3 separate regions of the Mus musculus genome follow, and all the other regions are linked to region 2. The links are chromatin contacts, called in public ChIA-PET and promoter capture Hi-C maps. All regions are on one chromosome and are shown on one strand. Each heading gives the region's core, a stretch centred on a gene start, on an enhancer-like site or on the middle of the called end of the contact. The rest is flanking DNA. Distances are from core to core; before and after follow the strand shown. Region 1 holds the start of Crot (carnitine O-octanoyltransferase). Region 2 holds the start of Abcb1b (ATP-binding cassette, sub-family B (MDR/TAP), member 1B). Region 3 overlaps Abcb1a (ATP-binding cassette, sub-family B (MDR/TAP), member 1A).

Region 1 (3,731 bases), core at 653-3,152, 200 kb after region 2:
CCAGGAGTTCATTCTCTTTTCTACCATGTGGGTCCTGGGGATCACACTTGGGTCATCAGGTTTGCCTGCAGGTGTCAATATCCAATGAGCCATCTCACTGAGCCTCAAAATTTGTCTTTTTTTTGGGGGGGGGGGTTAGAATATTACTATATACCCCAGGCAGGCTTGGAACTAACTTTTGTCAGACAGGCTTGCCTGAATTCACATGGGTCAGCCTGCCTCTGACTCCCTAGTGCTGGGAATATATGCCACCAACACCCACCCAGCTCTAGGCAAGTAACTTTAATTGAATCTCTTTATCTTGGCATGTATAACCATATAATTAGTCATCAGACTTTTTAATGCCATAAAAACAACTCATCCTGAAACAACTATATTATGGACTATAATGGGCAGAATTGTTATGATGACCTAACTCCTACCTACTCTTTTTAGTCCCCAGAACTTGTCATTATGATAGAACATCATTACTCCTATGGTTGCAACTGGGTTTCACCTACAAAAAAAAAAAAAAAAAAAAAAAGGCTTAAAATAGAGAGGACCTAACCTAATCATTTGAGTGCTTGAGCAGAGATACTGCCACACCTCTGTGTCTACATCTATGTCTTTAATGATCTGTGTCTACATCCATGTCCTTAACGAACTCAGAGACAAACAGGACTTGCAGGAAATGGGATTAATCCTAATGCAAGTGAACAGGGGTTAGACTCTGCCAACTCGAATGAACCTGAAAAGGGAGTCTCCCCCTAAAACTTCAGAAAGTAACTCATAACAGAAACCCTGGTCTCTCCTTTTGTGCGTCCATGCAGGGTAAGCAGCTAAGCTTGCTCGGACTTCAGATCTTCAGAAACTCAAAGTCTGTGTTCCTTTAACCGCTAAACATGTCACTGTCTGCTGTAACAGCAATAGGAAACTAATGCAAGCATGCCGGGCAAGCTGATCTCATTACACTTCCTTGTCATTTAACAGATCCCACAAAGAAGACCAGAGTACTAATTTTATGCCTGCTGCAGTGCTTAGCCCCTGCAAGGTTAAGCCGACTACAGATTCTTTAAGAGTTGTCTTAAGTTTTCAACCATATAAAACTAGTTAAACGATTCCAATAAAATTAAGAAAACGATGACAGTGGACTTTCTGAAAGCAAGGTGATGTGAACGCGAGAGAGGTGGGAAAATAGAACCAGGAAGTAAACAAATAGGGTCACATACCAGTAAACCACGAAGAAGTGCTCAGGACCTCCAGGAGCCTGCTTGAACAATTCGGAAAGGAAACCACAGGGAACCCGAACTGGCCAAGCCTGGTGACTGTGGAAAGGAAGAAATACACTCAAGTAAAGATCAGGAAAGGAGAAGAGGATAGTGACAGAAGCTGGAAATACAGAGAACGGACATCTGCTAGACATGAGATTTATATCACTACAGAGCTAGCTATGTTCCAAGCAGCCTATCAGATGGACCCAAGGGGCACAGGGAACCTTCCGGTGCCCGCGGGGAGGTTGCAGCAGAAGCAGAAAGCAATAAAGTTCAGAAACTCCTCCCACCAAAACAAGGGCAGCTTCTCACCGAGGATAAGGACAAGGGGAGAAAAACCAAGAAACATGCACACGCAAAACCAACCAATCGATCAAGCACTCTAGCACTCTAGCACTCTAGCGAGGCCGGTGCAACTGAGAGAGGACACCCCAAACCAGAAGGGCAAGATGCTCGGGGGGGGGGGGGGGCACCACGCCCGCGCCAGACGGGGCGCCTGGGCGCACAGCCCGACTGCACTCAGCTCGGCTTCCTGCTACTGCAATACCCTTCGACCCCCTCGCCATGTGGGAGGGGAAGGAGAGCGAGCAGCCGGCCCCAGAATCCTCACCTCCCGCGCCCCTCTTGTCCCTCTGCGTCGGCCTGCAGGCTCTGGGCTGTCCTGAGGCCGGACCAGAACGGAAAACCGCGAGGGTCCCGCCCTGTGCGCGTCGGGGAACGGGATTGGACGGGAAGCCGCGAGGGTCCCACCCCGCGCTGGAAGGGGTGGGCTGTCGAGGCTTGCTGGTCCCGCCCCCGCCGGGTTCTCGGGCTCTGGTGGCGTCCTAGGCTGCAGACCCCGGGAACGCAGCAGAAAGTCAGATAAGCGCCCTGCAGTCCCCGCTACAGCAGCTTCCTTCCGGATGCTGCGGGAGATTGGCCTCCGTCCAGAGATCTACCCACTCTCGGGCACAGCCCTGTGGCTGCGTAAGGAGGCCCACGGCTCAGCCTGCTTTTCGCCGAACTCTTAGGGGCTTGGCGCTGTGTTCTTTCTTCCCAGTCGCTCCCCCTTCTTTGTGCCAGCCTCCTTTGCATGGCCCAGGCAAGCATTTATACTACTTTAGATATAAATTTAAGAATTTATACTGAGACATTTTATTTTGTCTACCCTGTGTGCTGGCAAGAGAATAGCAGGCGAATGGATCCGGTTTGGCCTCGTCGCCTCTTTGAGACTTAAGATTTGGCCAACTCCCAGCCATCTAGGGCAAGCCCTTGCAGTCTCTAGCGATGGTCAAGCTTCAAGCTTTGGCCTTGCCTGAATATTTTTATCATCCAAGAAGTTGCGTTTTTAAAAAGCTAGCACGTCCTAGAGGAAGACTATGAGGTATTTTTAGTTTCACAGGTCAATGCCCTTTTTTTCATTTACCTCCTGAAATAAATTGATACAATTTTAAACTTATATACACTTTTTATTTGTACTTCTGTTTTGTTTTCGTGGAAGGAAAAATATTTTACCTGCTCCTGCATAGTTAAGTTATTCAACAGTTTAATGACTTCATTTCAAATTAGTATATTAAAAGCTGCTGTCTTTCCGAAATCCTTTTGAGTTTCCCGCAGAATTACTAATATGTTTCATGACTGCACAGCGTTGCTGGAGGTATTACATAATCAAGCTGGATAATCTCTCTAAGCTTGTCAAAGTGACTGTGTTAAAGAACTTTTCCCCCTCATAGTATGTAAGTGTTCCGTTCCGGATATTATATTATGCTTCGAAAATAGAATTCTTAGACTGACTGGATTTCTCAGAAACCTTCATTGTCTTTTTTTTTTTTTTTTTTTTTTTTTTTTAGTAAAAAAAATTTTGGCACCTCTTTAGAAGTTTACGCATATTGAATGTTTGCTGGTGGCAAAGAATTTAGGGTCACTCACCTTCACTGTTTTTGTGAGTTTGGTAATCTCACCAAACCAGGCCTTTATGCAGGGTCTTTAACACTGAGCTACATTCAAGCCCTGCTGCAAGTTTCTCTTCTTCCTGGTTTTGTTAAGCAGAAACGGTGTCTCCATGAAGATCTTGGCTTCTCATAAAAAGAAAACAACCTCGGGACTGAAAAAAATCAGTAGAACCTGGAGAATGTGAGAAAAATGACCATCTCTGTAAAACTGTAATTAAGCAGAGTCCTGAAAATGTTTTCTACCAAATGTATAATAGATATTTTAATGTCAAATTTAAAATCGGTAGCACTCAGATTAAATTTGAACAAGCTTGTATTTCTTAGCTCAGGATAGACAGATCTTGATGGCTGAGGAAGATATTGCAAGCTTTTGGAGTATGTCTTATAGCAACAACTTGTCCCAAGTCTTAAAATTGACTATTAAAGTTATATAAAAAATCATTCGGGCTGGAGAGATGGCTCAGCAGGTAAGAGCACCAACTGCTCTTCCAGAGGACCTGAGTTCAAATCCCAACAACTACATGCTGGCTCACAACCACCCATAATGAGA
Region 2 (3,525 bases), core at 852-3,351:
GCATACGCTAAAGATGTGGCAATGAATGCAGAGGCAAGAATAAGGTGAAGGAGAAATGATTATGGTGAAGATGAAGGCTTATACACTTGCACCAGCTAGACCACACAGAGTTAAGGCTGTGAGCAGTGAACTATCCCACTACACAGACACAGCTGATTAGAAAACCAAGAAAGATCAGTGGCCTAATAGAAAAGTTAATTAATAGTCTGAAATGATACTTCAAATATATGATCAAGAAAAATAAATCAATAAAGCAAGCACAGCTTAAAGGATAGAGAGAAATCTATGGTGTTGATGTTGGTGTTGGTGTTGGTGTTGGTGTTGGTGTTGGTGTTGGTGTTGATGTTGATGTTGGTGTTGATGTGGGTTAAGTGCAGAAAGAAGAAGAAATATCTTTACCTTCTGACAAACAATGAAGTTTTCTTCTTCTGGGCATTTCTAGCCTTTTGATGTTGGGACCCAGCATTCCTATCTACAGTGTTCATGCTTTACAGAAAATGTTCACACACACAAAAAAATCTTAAACAATGTTTTAAGTAGGTTTACAATTTTTTTGTTGGGCTGCATTCAAAGCTGTCCTTAGTCATAAGGGGCATGGGTCAGGCATCTTGGAAAGGCAGCAAGTGAAGAGGCATATGTGTCACTCAGGGGATACAGAATACATGGTTCGGGCTTTCAGGACGGCTGTGCATTCTCTCCCTGTTGGTACATCACCGGAACACTGGAAGCTGGGATGGCAGGTGGCTGTACTGTTGACATTGCTGAATTAGGTGAGGGAGCTGCACTCTCTGTCATTCCTAAATCTAAACACTATCTCATAAACCTACCTTATAGCTTTGTTTTCGAGCCTTGCTCCTGTCATTACTGTTGGTAACACAAGTGACAACTCCTTAAAGTGCTATATTTAACAGTTCTGCTGAAGGAGCTCGCTCCCCACAGATTTTAAGGGTGAACTGCAAGTCCCACGCATGTTGAGATGAGAAGGGGTGCCGGGGTTAAAAGGAAGCTGAAGAGCGGAAGAACCTGCAGGCCTGGGAGCTAGTAACAGGGCTCGTAGTCAGACATGAGGTAACCACACTAACAGCCAGGGAAAAGATGGTCTGGGCCCTAGGATGACAAACTGCTCTGTCCTCACCCTGAAGCCCCCGAGGAGCAGGTAAGGCACAGATCTCCTTTCGTGGTGTGTCCTTACCTTAATAAAGCCAATTTTAAAGACCAAGTAAAATCTCCATCTTGTTCAAGAAGGAGACCCCAGCTCACCCCATAGACAATGAGTTAAATAAAAACAAAGGTGGCTACTTCTTGCTATCTGTGGAAACAGACATCTTGGTAGAAGAAACAGGAGTCTCCACCCAGGTGGTCAGTGCTTCAATGTCATTGAGACAAGGAACTCTGTCTATCTCAGGTTGACATTTCTCAGCCACTGAGTTGCCAGCAAGTTAGGTCACAGTCAGTTACAAGTAGACAGAAAAAGACCTGCTACACGCAAATATCTGCATCAGTCAGAATTCCAGAACATCTAAGAACTTGATATGCCCTGGGAAAAAACACAGATATTGATTCCAGAGTTAGAAGTTGAAAATACTATGTACTTTGAAATATCATTTCTACCTTGAAATTGTATAGGACTATCATCCAAGCCAAGACCATATATATATATATATATATATATATATATATATATATATATATATATATTTCACAGAAAAATTTCTACCAGCCTAGAAAGCAATGCTGTCAGAAAAAAAAAAAAAACTTTACAGAATAAGCAAGGTCCCTGGTTGCTTTATTAATTATATTAGATTAGCTATGTCAGGGAAAGTGTCTTTTTAAGTATGACTCATCAGAGAACCAACTGTGTACTATCCAGGTATATACACTTCTGTATGGACACTTACCTGAACACGTAAAGACAAGTCTATGTAAATGTCTGAGGGAACCAGCGCCCTTCTCAAAAAAATCAGGGTAAGCCTGGAAGTATCTCCTGTTTCGCAACCGCTCCAGCTGCCCATGCCCAATCCCACCCACCAGGCTGATTGGCTGCCGGGCCTTAGGGCGGCCGCTGGCATCTATTTTAATCCGGGGCCCGAGGAAGCCCTCTGGCTCCTTCCCGCAGTGGCTCTTGAAGCCGTAAGAGGCTGAGGCCGCTGCTTCCATCTTCTGAGGTTCCGCTCAACTCAGAGCTACTTCCAAATTCTACATCTTGGCTGACTTTGCGAAGGAAACCCGGAGGTGGCACGTGAGGTAGGCAGTTCTCGGAAGAGTGCGGTGCTCCGGATGCCTGAGTCCGGTCCGGGTGGTAGCGTCCTCTTGAGTCTGTGGGGACCAAGTGGCGACAGCCACAAGTCGCTCCAAGAGCACCCGCAGCAGCAGCCTTCAGGACGGTGTTTTCCGCGCCAGCCCTGTGCTGTGGATCTCGCTGCCCAGCTCGCAGCCGCGGGCTGGTGGAGGAGCGCGCCAGGGCGGAAGGGACCCAGCAGGGCGGGGTGGCGGGACCCAGAGCCGAGCACCCGGTCCACGCGGGTGACACAGCTTCCCGGGATTCCCCGGGGTGAGTTACCCCCAGGCCCGGCCCCAGGAGCATCAGGGCGGGGCTCCTCCTCCTCTCTTGGCTCCGTGGGGCAGTGAGCTCTGCCTAGGTTCTGGTCCCCGCGGCCACGTGTTTGGCTAATGAACTGGTTTCTCCTCAGGTGGTGATGGAGTTTGAAGAGAACCTTAAGGGAAGAGCAGACAAGAACTTCTCGAAGATGGGCAAAAAGAGGTAGCCAAATTATTTCACGTTCGTGCTTGTACATTCTGGCCAATTTGTAGCCTCCGGCACTGTTTTAAATGATTAGTGGGCGTGGGCGTTATTTCAGCCCTTGGAAGGAACTCCTCTGCTTGGAGCAGTCCTTCAGATGTGTGTGACAGATGGATGCTTCTGTGAATTCAGCCTCTACTCACATCTTTTTAGTTTTATGACCTCGGCTTTTTTGAGCGCTGTTGATCGCTCATGCCTTGAGCCTTATGCTGCTTGGGTGCTCACTGTGGCCCATTATCTTCTGATAAACACGTATACAAACACAGAATGTGGCATAACAGGTGAAACAGAACAATACAGTTATATGGTTTAAGGTTGCTTACCTATACTTAAATTAGAAAAATTGAAACTGTAATTGCTAAGAGAAAATAGTTACTCTCAATATATTTTTATCATAGTGGACTGCGTGTCGCCAGTAATTAAAAACTTACCTCAGTGGGTTCATTATATATAGAAAATTGTAAACTAAGATAATAGGAATTAGTAGCTATATTAATAGTATTCGGAAACAAGATTTCAGTATAAAGAGGGAAAGTACAAAGTGAAAGTAAACTTTACATTTAATAATGTGAAATTAGAATAAGAAACATCAGTATGATTTTTTTCAGTCACTCATTTTTAGTCCACTGAAAAGGGTAGTACAGAAAGACACTCTTGAAGTTTTCTAGTAAAGAAAGGTACACGGCATAGAACAGTTAACTTCAGCCAGACCTATTGCAGAGAAA
Region 3 (3,512 bases), core at 761-3,260, 130 kb before region 2:
AAGAATAAAACATGCATATTGGGGATTTCAAAGAACTCTGAGACTAATGACTTACTAGGAGAACTCAGAACTCAGGATGTTCCTATAGATTGGGTGATGTATTTAATTAGCAATAATGACATCTCAGATAAACCTCAGTGGCTATGACAACAGCTCTCTGAAAAGCTGCAGCTAAGTTTTATTATTACAAGAGGATACAAAAAAAAAGTCAGTAATGGTGAAAGTCACATGGAATGAGGTTCAGAAGAGAACAAACTCCCAGAGTTACCTGTCCAAAACACCCATTTCACCAGCAAGGAGTTGCAAGTTATGACAACAGATTCAAAATAATGCTTGTTGGTGGCCCTTCAGTGACAGGGCCAAGGTTCTCACTCTGAGCTGATCATTAAGGAACTTCCTACATAGCATGTAACAAAATTGTAGATTTATTCACTTAGCATAATTCATACTGCAAAATGGCCACATTTACCATTTACAATGATGGATCCTTCCCAGATTCACATGCTAGATACCAAATATCTAAGTGGTTTTCTCTAAACATTTCTGGGCTCTTTCTGCTCCCAAAGTTCACTTATGTTTACTAGGGAACCTTAGCTGTCTTGAGGGAATGGCTACAAAGCAAACAACTCATGCACATTTTTATACCAGTTTTCTTTTTATGTCAGGCCTCATTTTAGTTAGAAACACAAATGTAGAATAAACTTGAAATGAAGTAGGGGAAACTGGACAGGTGGAAGTAAAAGAAGAAGTGCCAAGTTGTTTGTGATTCCTTTAAAATGAGCTCCTCAAAGTTCACACACCCTGTTAGCATTTTGTGGCAGATTTAACCCTGAGCTGTCTACACTATGCACCATATTAGCCATCATCATTCTAAATGCATGGCAGCACTCAGAGTCAGGAACCAGTCCTTGGTCAGGACCTTACATGCATTGTCTGATGTTTGAAGTCCTCTTATCCTCTTATCATAGCTGGGCAGAATGCACACTAAGAAGTTATGTAATGTTCTACAATTCACAGTCACATACCTATTGTACTGGAAGGTACAACTTTTCCCTAGATACATGAGTAGACTATTTCTTTTTAAAACTGTAATCGTTTGTGATAGCATACGGTTGGTTAAAATGTAACCTCTCTGAAGCTGAAGAGTTCTTTGTTAATGCTGTTATCTTACGACCATCTGGCCATTGAAGACTTTGCCGCCTGGCTTAGTGTCTTCTTCCCACTCCTGATCTTCTTACTCACCCTGTGACTTTTATTGTTATATGAACAACCACTCCTTGACCTTTATAACAGTGATAATCTTACAAACCTACCCGAACTTGGATCTGTTCCCTCCTGTTCTTCACGGTAGAGACACCCAGTGTTAGTGAGGTGTTTGTTTCTTTAAAGTCTTACTGTATAGTCCATGCTGCCTTGAAACGAGCATATTCTTTCTAGCTTAGTAGAAGTAATGTGATTATAGTTGTGTACCACCACACCTGGCCCAGTTCTTACATCACATCATTCACTTGAACTTTGAACTTTGGTTCCCACCTCTTCTCTACACAGCTACGGTCACTCCTTTTCTTCCATTTCCCCAGTCTTTCTGAATGGAGTTTGGCCCATTGGCAAGTCTCTTAAATCTTTGCTGCCAATTAGCTTGAATGTTTTGGAATTTGGTTTCTATCCCTATCACTTACTCAGCTCTGTGGATATCTGAAAACTCTGCCTGACTTCGAAGCTGCCCTTGTCATGGCCACTGCATTGTTTCTGTGATACTACAGTGTGGTTTTCCTCCCACCTCTTTGTCTTCTGGTGTCACCTTTCCCCTTTAGGAGTTTCTCAATCCTGTATCCCCTGAATCACTGACAAAGCTGGTATTCATCTGCTTCTTTACAGATGTTTTTGAAATGTGTTTGATCCTCATGCCAAGCACTCTTTCTATCCATTCACAATGATATCCCTTACTTACTCCTCCTTGCTCAGCTTCATTTACCTATGCCCCAGTCATCCTTCTATTTTAGTAGCTGTATCAGACCAGACTGTTTTCTTTGACTCAATTATAACATCCCCACCCATACTCTGCCTTTGCCAATTATACTTACACCATGGTCCTCTTCTCCTAAGATGGCTCTGTCCATGAAGTCATGAACTCAGATGTATCAGTTTCAGTTATAGCTTCTGATTCCTTCTAAAGAAAGCTAGCTCTTTTTATTATCACTCTTTTTGACTCTGTGCATTTATTCTATAGTGTTGCTGTAGAAAATGCCATTAGGTAGATTTAAGAAGAAAATGCCACGAGATAGATTTAAGACAACACAAATTTATGCTCTTCCAGTTCTTGGGTAAACTAAAGTCAGTGTGTCAGGAAGATTGCATTCATTCTGGAGGTTCTTGGTAAGAATCTGTTTCCTCCCCATTTTGAGCTTCTAGGGGCTCTTACATTCCCATGTCCCCTCCTTGGTATCACCATAGTCTCTGAGCACCTACCTGCCTCTTAGAAGCATCTTTATGATTACAGTGGGTTTATCTGAATGTCCCAGGGTAATCTTTCCCAGATTCCTAACATCTGCAGTCCTGTTTACCATGTCAGACAATGTAAGAAAGCACATTCACAGACAGTGTCCCAGGGCCAGACTGTGCACATGTTAGGAGTGACATTCCTTTGCCTCTCGTTCCTGGCAAGGCTTTATTTTATTCTAGCAGCCACTCCAGCTTCATACTTCCCAAGGCCAACCTGTCAGAGTCACACGAGTTCACTTCAGTCCAGTCCTTCGAGTGCTGTACTGCTTTTCTTCTCTACTTAAGGGTTCTAATGCGTTTCCTTTTTACTTAAGGGAAACTTTGGAGTAAAAACTAAGCTGTTTCTTATATGCATACCATTTATGGTATGACTCTCTTATTTATGATCTAATTACAGACATCTGCTCCCATTCTTATTATAGTGTTTGTTCTTTAATATATACCAAGCTTGTGTCTACTTAAGCATCTTTGCATGTATGCTTTCTACTTGAATGCATGACTTAGAGATCCCCACAACAAAAGCTGCATCCTTCCTGTTACTGAGGTTTCATCTCAGAAAGATGTTCCCTGACCTGCCTGTCTAAACCCACTGGCCCTATCAGTCACCTGAAGTTATATCCTGTAACTGCTTAGCCGCTTCCCCACTGCTGATGTTTCTCTTTTTCCTGAATGTGTGCTCACAAGAGTGGAGTGTTTTAATGTTTTGCTCACTGTTGTTCCTCAGGAGTCTAGAAGAGTGCTCAGAGCCTTAGTAGGTTCCTAGACACTGGGTGGATAGTGACCATATCCATTCCTATTCCCAACTGCATGCACTCTAAGCATTCTAAGGACAGGTAGCCTGTGTTACCCACCATCATTGCCAGTACTTAGAGCCAAACATGAATCTCATTAGCTCTTTAAACAAACTTAAAATGTTGAATGAGTGAATGAATTCTCTAACTCAGTGGCTCTAGTGAAGTCATATTTCTATTCATGCCATGAATATTATCTAAAGGGCTTTTCTGCCTGTA

What was found. ChIA-PET counts read pairs in DNA pulled down with a chosen protein or histone mark. Capture Hi-C pulls out chosen DNA fragments and counts their contacts.
Region 1: a contact with region 2 is called in a promoter capture Hi-C map of adipose tissue. The contact joins the promoter of Crot here to the promoter of Abcb1b in region 2. A contact is called at or near these places in 8 of 39 promoter capture datasets (the 3T3-L1 cell line, 3T3-L1-derived adipocytes, the C10 cell line and 3 more), 4 of 115 datasets of contacts at active chromatin or transcription factors (the SCID.adh cell line, effector CD8 T cells, microglia and 1 more) and 2 of 9 other capture datasets (adipose tissue and liver).
Region 3: a contact with region 2 is called in an RNA polymerase II ChIA-PET map of effector CD8 T cells, with 78 read pairs. The contact joins the enhancer-like site here to the promoter of Abcb1b in region 2. A contact is called at or near these places in 4 of 39 promoter capture datasets (the C10 cell line and liver), 5 of 484 Hi-C or Micro-C datasets (B cells, LSK cells, Th1 cells and 2 more), 11 of 115 datasets of contacts at active chromatin or transcription factors (the 230-238 cell line, CD8 T cells, bone marrow-derived macrophages and 5 more) and 3 of 9 other capture datasets (adipose tissue, liver and pancreatic islet).

Annotation. Positions count from the first base shown.
Region 1 is chr5:8,995,244-8,998,974 of GRCm38.p6, forward strand. Crot (carnitine O-octanoyltransferase) reads right to left here and starts at 1,903. Exons shown (of 18, transcript NM_023733.3): 1 at 1,861-1,903; 2 at 1,209-1,304.
Region 2 is chr5:8,796,046-8,799,570 of GRCm38.p6, forward strand. Abcb1b (ATP-binding cassette, sub-family B (MDR/TAP), member 1B) reads left to right here and starts at 2,102. Exons shown (of 28, transcript NM_011075.2): 1 at 2,102-2,244; 2 at 2,691-2,761. The coding sequence starts at 2,697. It overlaps Gm5106 (predicted gene 5106), which reads right to left and starts at 2,478. Exons shown (of 3, transcript NR_152133.1): 1 at 1,899-2,478.
Region 3 is chr5:8,666,736-8,670,247 of GRCm38.p6, forward strand. The region is part of intron 5 of Abcb1a (ATP-binding cassette, sub-family B (MDR/TAP), member 1A); the gene reads left to right. Among named protein-coding and RNA genes, the nearest start is that of Gm31157, 27 kb to the right of the region's middle. Within about 2 kb of position 2,011, at least 38 of the 459 cell types and tissues checked have an H3K27ac peak or open chromatin away from gene starts, as enhancers often do. A contact at or near this core is called in CD8 T cells, Th1 cells, effector CD8 T cells and 2 more, where this site is marked.